Linked DNA regions of Rattus norvegicus: region 2 is linked to region 1. Evidence: chromatin contacts called from public Hi-C data. All regions are on one chromosome and are shown on one strand. The core of a region is the stretch at or near the end of the contact, and the rest is flanking DNA. Distances in the headings are between cores, read along the strand shown.

Region 1 (6,854 bases), core at 475-2,974:
GATAAGAAACCAGGCGTGAGGCTTTGCGGGTCAACGCCTACCAGCTCTACCGGTACAGCTAGCTGCTGCCCGGGCTGGGGCTGGGGACGCCCCCCTTTACAAACTTCCTTATAGAATCTGCTTCCTGCTGGGGCCCCTGTTTTTCAATTTCTACTTCTGGAATCAGAAAAAGAAAAATAAAAATCCCAACCATCACCCATCTCCCCGGGCCTCCACCTTCAGCTTCCACGACACCTAAGCCCAGGTGACCCTGATGGCCGAGGGAACTTGGCACACGAGCGTCCCCATCCCCACTGCCCCCAGCCCCGTCTCGCCTTGCTCGGTCCCACAATGCACCCTTGTACCGGGCTTGCAGCCAGGCCGGGGGATTTGGCGCAGGGATGGGGGGGGGCAATATTCCTCAGATATTTAAAACAGAGCTGAGAGAACAAAGCTGGCCTTGTGCGGCCAGTGGCAAGAGCCGGGAGCGGGGAGAAGCGGGGCTGCGCAGGGAGCATGGCTGGGGCGTGGGCACACGCGTGGCGCGGTCCCGCTCAGTTCCTGACTTGGTTCTCCCGAGTTTTCCCGGGCGCTCCTTGCAAGTGAGACTAGCTTTCATATGCTCACCACAACACGTTTAACTGAAGAAAGAAAGGTGAGAGAGAGAGAAGACACAGAGAGACATAGACACACAAAGACAGACACAGAGAGAGAGTGAAAGAGAGAGAACCATTTTCCATGTTTCTGTAGGAAGCACAGGTCATTAAAATAAAATGATAAACCAACTGGGAACTCAGGTTTTAGATGACCCAGACTAACAGGACACTTGGGTCAAAGCATTTGGAAAAAATGTCTTTGGTCATCTTTGATGCAAGAAGTGAAATCTTTTTGAGGGAACAGGCCATTTTCTCTTGTTTATGCTGGAGGACCACTCTTTTGGTTTCCTGTTTATTGTCACTTGAGATTTGGGAGCAATGATGGTTATTGTCAAGGTTCAGGCTTTTGTTTGGGGCTGTGGGCTAGCCAGTGTTTGTTTGTTTTTTAAAAGGCAAATAGAAGTAGTGTTTGCATGGTACAAAGATGAGATTGTGTCATGCACTAAGGAACTCTCGAGGGAGGCAGGGTAGCAAATAAATTTTGTTGTTATTGAAGAAGGTTGAAGAGCTCTCTTGAGTAGGACTAAACGTGACTTTGAAGGAGAAATATAATGTGCAAAGTTCTGCTTCGCCAGAACAAAGGTTGTCTCAATATGCAATGGAGAAACATGCAGAGGCTGGAGGAAGCCTACCTCGGTCTTAGGAATGAGATTCTATGCTTGACTTACCCAGACGAATGGGAAAGGTAGTCTCAAACAGATGATTCTGCAACCTTCCAAACAAGGCTCCGGGACCGAAGTCCACTGTGGTTAAATGGACAGCCCTTACAGGGCAAGTCTGGGGGAGTGGAAGGAATCAAAGGGTTACAATGCTGTGCTGAGCCCACCCTTCCCTGCCTGTGTACACACATGAGGAATTTATGGTTCTTCCCTTTCCCTTCATAGCTCAATTGCCCCCACTCCCTGTTTCTGAGCACAGAGGGGAGAGCCTTGTGTAAGCTAAGCGGCCACTCAGCCCAGCAAAGGGATTTTTATGTGAGATCATCTTGGCAAGAAGCTCTTTTACCATCCTTGACCTCCACATCTCCAGGGCAACTGCTGTGGGGACGTCACAGGCAGAAGATCATGACCCTTAGAGGCCACACTTCAGCAAGGACAGATAAACAGTTTTACTGCAATGGTCACGTAGCAGGCCCATTCTTAAGTGTGGGCTGGTTAGGATGATGTAAATGTTTTTTTCCGCTCTCTCCCACTTTCTGGCTCCAGAACCCTGGATCTAGGCATAGTCTAGGAGCATACCTTGGGGTATGAGATAAGGGAACAGTGGGGTGGGAAGCTGAGAGAAGCAACTTCTCTTAGACACAAGAACAAAGTCTCCCAGCCCATAGCCTGGTTTCTTTCTGTTTCTCTCTCGTTCTAACTCTTAGTCTGTCCCTCTCCCTTTTTACTTCCTTAGGTTATTTTGTCTTTCTATAAAGGCGGTTATTATAGTCTCCAAGACTTGCCACACTTCCTTCATTGAACCTGGGCATGCCACAGTAGAGACTAAAAGTCTATGATTATTAGGGAAATTCTAGACCTCCTACAGCTTGGATCCAGCCTGGACATGAGCGACAGGTCTTCCAGGCATCGGGCACATAGATCGTTACCATGACTCTAGCCTTAGCAGCCATTGAACTGCAATGGCTAATGCCCCCCTCAGAACTGGCTTGCCAGGCTGAGTCACTAGCCTAATCACTGTGGGCAGTAGCTGAGTCTAGGGCGGTCAGTGTGTTGCATGGTGTTGGATAACTGAACAGGAATGACATGGAGAGTGGAGAGTTAGGATCATCCAATGTCACCAGCACTCTGGAGAACTCTCATTTCTTAGCCTTCTGGCCCTTGTGTCCTCCCCTGTATCTCCCTTCTTTTTGGAACTGTGCCTTGGGCCCAGTCTCATGGAAAAACCTTACATGCTCAACTTGCTGCTCCATGCACACTGGTCTCAACGCACATCCAGGAGCGTGGAGTCTTCCTTTGCTTGCTTCCCTCCCTCCTCAGTGTCCCCCTCAGTGTGGGGATTCTCAACTCGAGTAGCATTCCCCGGTGTCCACCCAGGACTAATGTGATCCCAGGGCATGCTCAGAGTTTGGGAGGGGGAATGAAGGGACCAGTGGGCAGCTCAGGAAGGTTCTCTTGGTTCCCTTAGCAGTCGCTCTTTTGTGAGCCAGACTTGGCTGTAGAACTGGAAGGTGTGGTGAGGAGTGAAGGCAGACAAAGATCCCGTTCTGGGGCAGAGCACTTGGTGTCCGGCACATCTCTCACTACACAGGCAGAGCTTGGCAGACAGCAGTCGGGGAGGGACTGGGGCATCCCTTCCTTACATCATCCTCTGACTTCAGTAAAGACCTAGAATAGAGCTCCCTGTGCTGCGAAGTGAGGATGAGGGTGGGCACTACATGGACCCAGCTCTGTCACTACTGACTGTGTGACCCTGGGCATATCTCTGTATCTCTGCAGTTCTCTAGTTTCTTGTCTCTGGTCAGACAGCACTTTATTCTAGTTGGAGGGGACTTCCACAGGCTCAAACACTTAACCCACAAGCTGGCAACTGAAAGTACTTAGGAACCTCCCCATCCCCCCAGGCTTCTCATAAGACATAGGAGACTCCTGTCTGCCATATTCTGACATCACAATTTGAGCTTGTGTTAAGGAAACAGAAGAGACGATGGAGGAAGAGGAGGGAAGAGAATTTAAGTTAAGGGGCTCTCGGTTCTCAGGAAGCACTGCAGCCCTGCACCAATCCCACCTCGGCCTGCTGGCCTGCAGGCCTGCCAGTGACAGTCTTAGTGGCCTCAGGAGAGCTGTGATTGGGAGCCCAGCTTCCATCATTCCTCTCAGCTTCCCACAGGCACAGTTCTTTTACTTGAGGAAGACCGGGCAGATGGGAAGATGGCGTCACAAGGGAGACATGCTTCTGAGCGGAGGTAGAAGCCCACCCATGGGTTTTCATAGTCTTTGCCAATTACCCTCCACTGTGAAGCCATGTGCAAGGCGCAAACATTTCCCTCTGCACAGGAAAGCGCGAGCTAGAACCCCAGCTCCTTTCCAAGCAACACACACATCCACATCACACCGGTATCCAGATGGCCCTGAGAGCTGCTCACTCTGGGTTGGAATTTATTCTCTGTCGAGGTGCTTGGGTCTCTGTGGGGAGAGTAATTTTCTTGAGAAAGTGTTCACTTTACCTCATCTTCCAGGGGCCCATTTCCTGCTCAGCAGGCTCCAGGTAAGTGAAGTCCCGGCCCCAGGACTGGGCGGGATTCCAAACCCTTGGTGTTTCCAACCCGGAGGGGGCCATGCCTGTTGTAAATCTTGCTTCTCCTTAAAGTAGTTCAACAGAAGGAAGACATTGGAATCTTCCATAGTACACCTTAGTCATTTGCTTTTCCCTGTCAGTTAACCTCAGGACCCCAAAGTAAAACACAGTGCTTCACTGGTCTGCCTCCTTAGCGCATCTGATCTACTGAGGAGTACCTTTAGAATGTGTGGGGAATGGCGGCTTGGTTTCCTCTCCAGATGTAGTTCTTTGGACTCTCCACCCAGGGTCACTACATGCTCATGTGGCATTGGTGGTTAAGCTTATCAAAGGCACCCCTTCTGTGTGTACACAGACATTCAAGGGCACAGTTTACCTAGAGGAACTTCTGCCCCCATCAGCTCCCTGAGCAAACATTGCCCGTAGGGCTGCACACGGTGTACCTCGCACTGTCACCAGTTTTTATTTCTCTTCTTGGGAAGGTGCTTACTGGAGGGCAGAAGGTTGAGGAGTCTTTGTGTACATTCGACACAGTTTTCCAGAGGCCTAAGAGAGATACCTTAATGTGGGCATGTTTTGAGGTCTGAGGGAATTTGGAAATGTTTTATGGTAAAGGCTCAATTTTCCTGGGACAGAAGACCAGCCTTTTGAAGTTAAGGTAAGCATGGCAGATGAAACAGCTGGTCAGTTTGACATAATCCTGCCTAGAAACTTGACAGCAAATACCTTTGGGTTTGTGTGCACATTGCATTCGGATGCTTGAAGGGAATTCCCAAGAACCATCAACCTCTTTTGAGAAAAGAGAGGTGAGGTTCATGGTACTACTCTCCCTTCTCCTTCAAGAGTTCGGCCTGTGGTTAGGACATCTGGGCCCAGGGAGTTTGAACGCATCTCTGCTTTCAGTTCTAAATCCTCACCTGTCAAGAGGCTTGCTCTCCCCGCTTTGATGAATCCATTTACAGAGTTCTTCATGGTGTGGTCTGGGGGCCAAGGGGGCAAGCCTGGAAGGTTCCCTGCAGGATCTCAGGGATATCATCTTCCCCAGCTGTGACCCAGCATAAGCACCTCTAAGCCCAAAGGAACCACAGGCAGCGCGCCCACATGTACGGTCCTCAGGAGGGTGGACGACTTCCGTTTCTGTTCAGCGTTTTTCTAAATGGAGACTTAGTAGACCCCAGCATCAGACTCTGTCAGGAAGCACAGAAGCCCTCGTTCATTTGCTAGCGCGTTCAGCAGATTTTACTGAGTAGCTACCATGTGACAGACAGCTCTTGCTTAGGCTCGGGGTGAGCTGCAAGTGAGAAAAGATCCTCTGCCCACAGTGGAAATGCCACCACCCCATCAGATCTGAAACCTGGGCATGCTCCCTTCTGAGAAACAGCATTCACATTTGCTGCTTGACGCATTCTGTTTTCCTCACTAAACCCAGCTTAGGAGGAGAGGGACCTTGTCTACAGAATTAGCACTTACACTGGCACATTGTGGCCCTCACTGACATAAATAAGCTGGGCAAACTAGCTTATTCTCAAGTATACTAAAAGTCAGGAAGATTCCCTTCTGGTGATGGAAATCCAGCCTCTGTGGCGGGTCTATTCCCAAGTGAGGGTCAGGAGGCCAGAGATGCTAGGACCAGAAGTCCCTGGAGGTTGGAATGGCAAAGCCATAACCAGAGTACAGCAGGTGAGGAGGACATCCTTATCCAAGAACTTGAGATCTGTGCTCGTGTGGTGTGTGTGTGTGTGTGTGTGTGTGTGTGTGTGTGTGTGTGTGTGTGTGTAAGTGAACATTCACTGGAGCATGAAGACCACAGGTCAACCTTGGATGTTCTTTTGGAGACAGGCACTCTTACTGGTCTGCAGCTCACACATAAGCTAGACTGGATGGACAGGAAGCCCAGGGATGAATCCTTCTGTGCCTCTCCCAGGCTGGAATTACAAGTGTGCACTGCCTCGCCTAGATAGGTTCTGGGCATTGGGTCCAGCTCTGTACACTTGCAGAGCCAAGCATTTTGCCAACTGAATCACCCTCCAGTCCTCCCTGAGCCTTCTTTAGGAAAGAGCCTCCTGATGCTCGCCAGTCGTCTACAACAACCCATGTGACCCATTTATGTGTCTGCCAGAGGCGGGAGATGACGTAGGGAAGAAAAGTGATGTCATGGCTTCTTGGCTGGCTTCTTGAACCCCACAGCTCTGGGTCAGGTTGCACTCACCTCTGCACATAGAGCGGATATCATGGCTGGGAAGGAGATTAACTTGGGCCCTGGCTGCTGGGAGCATTATCTTATTTTTGGTGGGTCACTGACTCCTGACTCCGTTGTTCTGTCTCGGAGAAGAAGAGGAGAAAAGTTTGCCTTTTTGGCTTTGGAGGCTTATTTTCTCCTGTAGGATGAACTTCCTCCTCTCCCCTCTCCTTTGGTCTCTCATGAGACACCTCACTCGATTCTTAAGTCCCACCTTTTCCCCTCTACTGCCCAATCACAGGCATTAGACTTATTAACCATTTAACTTGGGGAGCATCACTTGGTGTATGTGAAGATCTCTTTGTGGGGGGACAACCAGATCTTGGGGGCCACTATTTAGCATTTACACACATAGCAGTGCCAGACCAACTCCAACGGTGGGAGATGACAACTGAGTAGTTGCAGAGAAAGGCATGGGAAAGCATGGCAAGAAAAGAAACCTGACCACAGGGAAAGACAGTGACAACCTCAACCGCCTTGGACATGGCTGGGATGTGAAGCCAAAGTGAGAGGACCCAGCAGACTTGGATGGATGGATGGATGGGTGGGTGGGTGGGTGGATGGATGGATGGGTGGGTGGGTGGATAGATGGATGGTGGGTGGGTAGGTGGATGGTTGAACAATGGAATGGGAGGAAGAACAAAGGATTTACCAGGGATTGTGTGAGTGAAAAGAGGAGGAAAAAATATGAACTATGAGCTGATGTAGTGTGTGCTTAAGTAAACACAAAGCAAAAAGGGGGG
Region 2 (6,077 bases), core at 1,954-4,453, 160 kb before region 1:
ATAGAGTTTGGATCTGGACCTGTTAGCCCCAGCTCAGAGCCCTCTACCTACCCAGACACACCCCAGCCGAGCCTGGACCCTGGCCTTGCAACTTGCGGGAGCTGGAACAATGATTAGCTTTGTGGCCTCCGGACCCTTTCAGCCCCCCAACTCCTTCCACTCTCAGGCCCTCAGCAGCCCCGCCCCCACCCCTGGAAACTTTTTCTCAGACCCAGCCGCCTTAGCCAGCTCCCTTTCCTGAGAACCTCTGTCATAAACAAGGCAAGGCCCTGATCTGGCCTGCCTCTCCGCCCCCACCCTTCCTCACCTTGGTTATAAATATGGGGGTTACGCCTTATACTCACACTCAGAACCTTTCATCTGGGGTGCTCTTGGCTGCTGGGAGGCTAATTAAGCTTCTCCCTGGGTAGGGTGAGTAAGAGCTGCCATCCCAGCCTGGGAGCTGCCTAGCACACATGGGGCTAGCTTTCCTGGGGAGAAGGAAATGGGGCAAGCCGTCATCGGCCGCCTACCTCTCCGCACTCTTTGTCACGGGGCTTCCACACACAGATCCCCATTCTCTGGCCATAATGAAGGCCGTTTATTGAGCGCTTACTATGTGCCTAGGGCTTGCTAAACTTCCACCTATTAAATGTTAAGCACATGTGCCGAGCACCAGGGCTATTGTGAAATGGCACTTGTGGCTCCCATGACGGGGTTTGACTCCTGGCTGGCCAGAGGCCAGTCCTTCCACACATGACCTCATGAGAAGCCCTTGTGCCTGGCATGGAGTCAGCACCCGAGAGCTGATCATTACTAATCTTTGGAATCTTCCGACAAGGCAGAATGCTGTGCCTTCCCACTTCTCAGATGAGGCGACTGAGGCTCAGAGAGATTAAGCTACCCGCTGGAGAGAACACAAAGCTGGTTTTGAACTGGAAAGTGACTTGTGTTTTGTTTGTTTTTATGAGTTCTTCTCCCCAGCTCAATGGGCCTGGAGTCCACTGACCCTCAAAGACTTTGCATAACACTGGAGTGATTTGGGGGCCCTGGATAGGAGTTCTCCTGTCTTCCTTCTCCCTGACAGGGTGCTGGTAGGCTGAGCTTGACCATCTAATACCTCATCCTAATCCACCATTCTTCTGAGGAGGAAAGGGGCTGGGCAAGCTGACAGGACTAACAGGAAATGTTCTCCATGGAAGTCTGACCAGCAGGGAGGCAGTGACTGCTGTTTATCTCTCCACATGTTCAGTGTGGCATGGGTACCCTACAACAAACATCCTTACAACAGCATTTGTGGTTGCGGTGTGCCAACCTGGCCAACCCTGGGGTCATTAGGGAGGGGAATAAGTAAGAGGGGTGGGAACCGAGACTCAGGAGGAGATTTGGCGTCCCCCTATCTGTTCCCCAAAGTGCTTGGAGCAGCAGGGCAGAGCCAGCATGAGCTTGTCCTTTGAGGCCCTCCCCACACGTCGGGATTGTGACACCAGTACCAAGTATACAGCAGGTGCTTAACAATGTTCCCTGGAGAAATGGGCCCCAGACAAAATGTGGACTACACGGATGGGACGATGACACCCTATCTTCTTACCACTGCCCAACACATCCGCTTATGTCAAATGTGATTCTCCCTCAGGCCTCAAGGAAGGGCCTAGACAAACCTGACTCAGTTAGTGAAAAGTCCACAAGTACTTGGCTGGGAGTCCTAAAGGGAAGTTAGGTATCATTCTTGGTGTGAGATCTCAGTTCCCAGGGTCTCTTCTGAAGAGGGAGGTCCTGGGTACCAGATGGGATCTTGCCCATTGGTCTCTCTTCTTGTTTCCGCAGTTTTGCCCTTCAACCTTTGAATGGGTGGCAGTGCTCTGTCCCATCTGCTTGCTTGCCACAAGCACTGTCTTGGGTTCTCCCCAGGACCTTCCTGCTCCCTTCTTCTAGACCCGATTTAGACTTTCCACCAGAAGGCAACTTCCATACCTCCCAGATGCTCCTAGATTTGCAGGGAAGCCATGTCCCAACAATCCTATCATAAACCGAAAATGCCAGGTAGTGTGGAAAGTGTGCCTGCTTCCTTAACTTATCAAACATCACCCCTGTGCAGTGCAGTACACTACAGACCACAGTCTGTTTTCCACTCACGACTGTGGGAACTTTCTGCAAAAGAATATTGTGTTTACTGCTAGTCCAGGGGGAAAACCCAGAGTTAAAAATTCAACCGTGGCTCCTACTGAATGTATATTATTTAGGTTCCAACTTACAGTGAAATTATGATAAATTGGGGACTGTAGTTCCCTATTTATGTCTTCTCTCAGTGCCTTAATGTGTTCCTTCAGAAAAATTTGAAAACTTTTTCAAATTGGGGCTAGGAAAGGTGATTCACAGGCCCAATGACCTGAGTTTGGTCCCCAAAATCTATACGTTGGAAGGAGGGAAACCAGTCTTGAAAACTGTCCTTATTTAATGTAAGCACACCTGTGAACACACACACACACACACACACACACACACACACACACACACGTATGTATAAATGTATCAAAACTTTTTCAGGGGGCTAGAGAGATGACTCAGCAGTTAAGGTCACTGGCTACTCTTAGAAGATCCAGGTTCAATTCCCAGCACTCACATGACAGCTTACAAACGTCTGTAATTCTAGTTCAGGGGATCTGAAGTCCTCTTCTGGCCTTAGAGTGTGTTGCCCGCACATGGTACACAGAAGTACATAGGCAGACATCTATGCGCTTAAAATTGAAAACTTTCTCAAGTGCCGCCATAGATTTGTGAGATTACTCTGCTCAGTGTCATATAGGGGAGAGCTTTGTCAGGGTCCTCTGTGCTGTCTGCACGGTATTTTGTATACTGGAGTGGATGGTCGAGCCCTCATCTAAGTAAGAGAACCAAGCTGGTGGGTTCAGGACCAGCAGGCAACAGCAGTATCCACCCTGGAACTCCGTAAAATGCAAACTCTGAATCAGGGCCGGGCTAACAGAAGTGTTGGATGCCTAGGGAAGTGTGGTGCACTCTCGTGGTTCGAGAACTCTCTAGAAAGCTGAGTCTCAGTGTCAGGTGATCAGGGCAGTTTTGGTGGTCCCGCATGTGCTGTTTGGCACACTGGCCAGTGGAGGGCAGTGTTGCCACGCCCATCGCGCCTCCTGGGCTGGCGGTGCGGCGGGAAAGGCCCCGGGAGGCCGGCTGGGGAAGACCGGCTGGCCGACCGCAGCCGGCTCGCCATCCGCGGACCCGGCCGCAGACGCTCCGAGATGCGGAAGGGCCAGCAGCGGCCCTGAAGCTCCGGGCAAGCCACACTGCCACTCTGCCGCTCTGCTGCGTCCGGGTCTGGAAGGTTCGCGAGGCGCCGGGGCTCAGGGGAGGAGGCTTGCTCGGGCCGGCCGGGGCAGTGTGCCAGAGAGGGCGGCGGAACCTTGACCGCGGCCCCGGAGGCAAAGGGCAGCCTCCGCGTGATGCCTCGGCGAGCAAAACAAGCCGGCCATCTTGGCGCCCTTAACCCGCTCCTGGCCGCTCTAGGCGCGGCCAAGGGTCCGGCCACCGAGCCCCGCAGTAGACCTAGGTTTGGAAACCGAAATGCCATGGGCATGGGAAGGAATTTCTAAGAACGGGAAGAAAACCGGAGGTCTTGGCACGTTCCCTGGGACGTTTGGGAATGCTATCAGTTAGCCATTAGCAGGCAGGGCCAGCGCTTCGGTCAGTGATTGGATTTGTCCCAGTCGCCTCCTAGTTCTTTTTGCCCTATATTCAAAGAGCTTAAAGTCATGGGTGGTTGAAGTAGGTCAGAGTGATCACCAGGCGGTTGCCTGGCAGCCCAGTGTCAGGGTCCGAGACAAGGTGATATTCCAGTGGATGCCCTCGGGTCGTACCAACCCAGGGTCAAGGACTAACTGCTCCAGTGTTATAGGTGATCAGCTCATTTCCAGTTTCTCAATCATTCTGATGTCATCCAAGGAACAGAAGACCCCACCGTTCCTCCTCTCTGCCTAGCTTACATGTTGTTCTATCATTTGTAGATTTTAGAATATTCTCTCTTCTGTCAGCCCCCATTAGGAAGCCTTCTTTAATTTCCTCCTCTGTTTCCGGTGAAGTTGCCTCTTCCTGGCTAGCCCACCTACATGCCATCATCAGCGGGATTCGGCTACTCTCAGTCTTTGTGGCTGCGCCCTCCCCTTCTGAATCTCGAGGACCCATGAGTGTCAGGCCCATCAAGAAGTTGGTCTTCTTACTGGGTAGGTAGGTCACTCCTTGCAAGAGGATTACCATGATTGAATAGGTTTTAATCTGGATTTGGGCTAGGAGTTAGGCAAGGTTCACAGGTGTTTTGAACTTTAGCACAGGGGTATGTATAGTGGTGGTGTTTTCTTAAGCCCTGCAATGGAACCCTTTTGTGTGTTTACTGAAAGTTATTCTGAGTAGGACTGTCAGGGTGCGGTAGGAACCAAAACCGTAGGTGTGAACCAGACTGAGAAGATGACCCCTCAGAGCCTCTCTGTGCGGTTCTGTATGGCCCGGGCTGTGAGCAATGGGAGGACAACCAGGCAGGCAGGCTCAGGACCAACTGAAGACTGACCACGCTGATGGTTCTCAACCTGTGGGTCGAGACCCCTCTGGGAATCAAAGGACCATTGGAAAACACCGATATTTGCACTGTGATTCACAACAGTGGGAAAATTACGATTATGAAGTAGCAACGAAGATCATTTTATGTGTGTGTGTGGGGGGGGGTCACCACAGCATGAGGAACTGTATTAAAGAGTCTCAGCGTCAGAAAGGTTGAGGACCACTGGTCTAAATGCTCGGCAGGACTTGAGGTGTGGGCTGAGGTCGCAGGAGCAGGCAGGAAAGGAGTGCTCGTTGCAGCTCGGAGAAGGCTGATGCCAACGGAGGGACCCTTTCTTTTTCCCTTTTAAAAGATGAAACCCAAAGTTCTCCCGTGGTGGAGGACTCCTGAAAACCCCTTTCATGCCTCGGCCACAGATGATCTGCTGAATGCTCATTGGGGGGGGGGGACAAAGAGGTGGTTTTGTTTATTTATTTAAGGGGGAAAATAAATGAGCTGTGACAAAACAATTGGAAACCAGGCCCTCTGAGACCTGGGCTTTCACTTCCTTGATGGGAAGTGAAACAGAGAATGAATCCCCCTCCAAATAAAAGTGAAGTTAATAATCAGACAGCTCAAGCCCTGGCCACATCCTGTGTTAGCTCCCTCCCTCCCTCCCTCCCTAGGCTCACTGTTTATAACTGCTGAACCCTCCTTCCCAGCCTAGAGCAGGCTTAACTCTTTCCTCCCTGCCTAGGAGAAGCCTAAGTCTGCTCTGACTAAAGAGGCCAGCCTCACAACCTTCAGAGTTGACATGGCCTCAGGGTGACTGTCTTCATGTATGTTCATGTGAGAATGTGCTCAGTTAGCCTAGCTTAGGTTGTCCCAGCAGAAAACCCACAATGCCCCCTTTCCTTTTGACCCCTCCATGGAAAAAGCAGGTTAAGTCCACTGTCATTGCAGATTCATGCAGCCTTTGTGGCCTGGTGGCTTCTGGGAGCTGCAATCTGAGGGATATAGGCATAAGTCTTTGGGGTTCTGGGTCTGAGTTGGAAGCAGTGTTCTGTGCATGTCTTTCTTCTGCCAAGGTGTACTGTATGTTCCTTTCTCGCCGAACCCCCTCCATGCAGTCAGTAGTAGTGTGTCCCCATTGGGTTGGGGACTCTTGCTAAGCCTGTTGGCTTCTACTGTTCCAAGCAACAGCTTTATATAGAGCAAAGGTTAGGCTCATTTTACAGGAAAAGCGTGTTAAGTGCCTTGCCCAGGGTTTGAAGTCAAACTTTTTGGCTCCCAAGTCTGGTGCCTCAGCCCTTGCTCCCAAGGTCTCTCAGAGATTGCTATCTTCCTTGGAGGCAGAAGGTTAGACACTTTGGGATAATTTCACTAATGCATTGTATAGGTCTTAAGACCCAAGGGCTTTCTGAGATTGTTCTTGCTTCGTCGTGAGCTCTGCCCGCTTCCTGCCCACCCCAGGAAGGAGACAGAGCAGCTGGAGCTGTTGTAGCCCTTCCATCTGCCTCCTCTTGGTTCTTCAGACAGTGGTTCTAAGGAA

What was found. Hi-C and Micro-C count contacts between places; a contact is called where the count stands out from the background.
Region 2: a contact with region 1 is called in a Hi-C map of kidney, with 9 times the contacts expected there. The contact joins two enhancer-like sites. A contact is called at or near these places in 5 of 12 Hi-C or Micro-C datasets (the A7r5 cell line, hepatocytes, kidney and 1 more).

The regions. Positions count from the first base shown.
Region 1 is chr6:104,518,006-104,524,859 of GRCr8, reverse strand. No RefSeq gene overlaps it. Among named protein-coding and RNA genes, the nearest start is that of Rpl36l6, 29 kb to the left of the region's middle. Within about 2 kb of position 1,724, at least 28 of the 93 cell types and tissues checked have an H3K27ac peak or open chromatin away from gene starts, as enhancers often do. A contact at or near this core is called in kidney and liver, where this site is marked.
Region 2 is chr6:104,684,942-104,691,018 of GRCr8, reverse strand. No RefSeq gene overlaps it. Among named protein-coding and RNA genes, the nearest start is that of Zfp36l1, 19 kb to the right of the region's middle. Within about 2 kb of position 3,203, at least 67 of the 93 cell types and tissues checked have an H3K27ac peak or open chromatin away from gene starts, as enhancers often do. A contact at or near this core is called in kidney and liver, where this site is marked.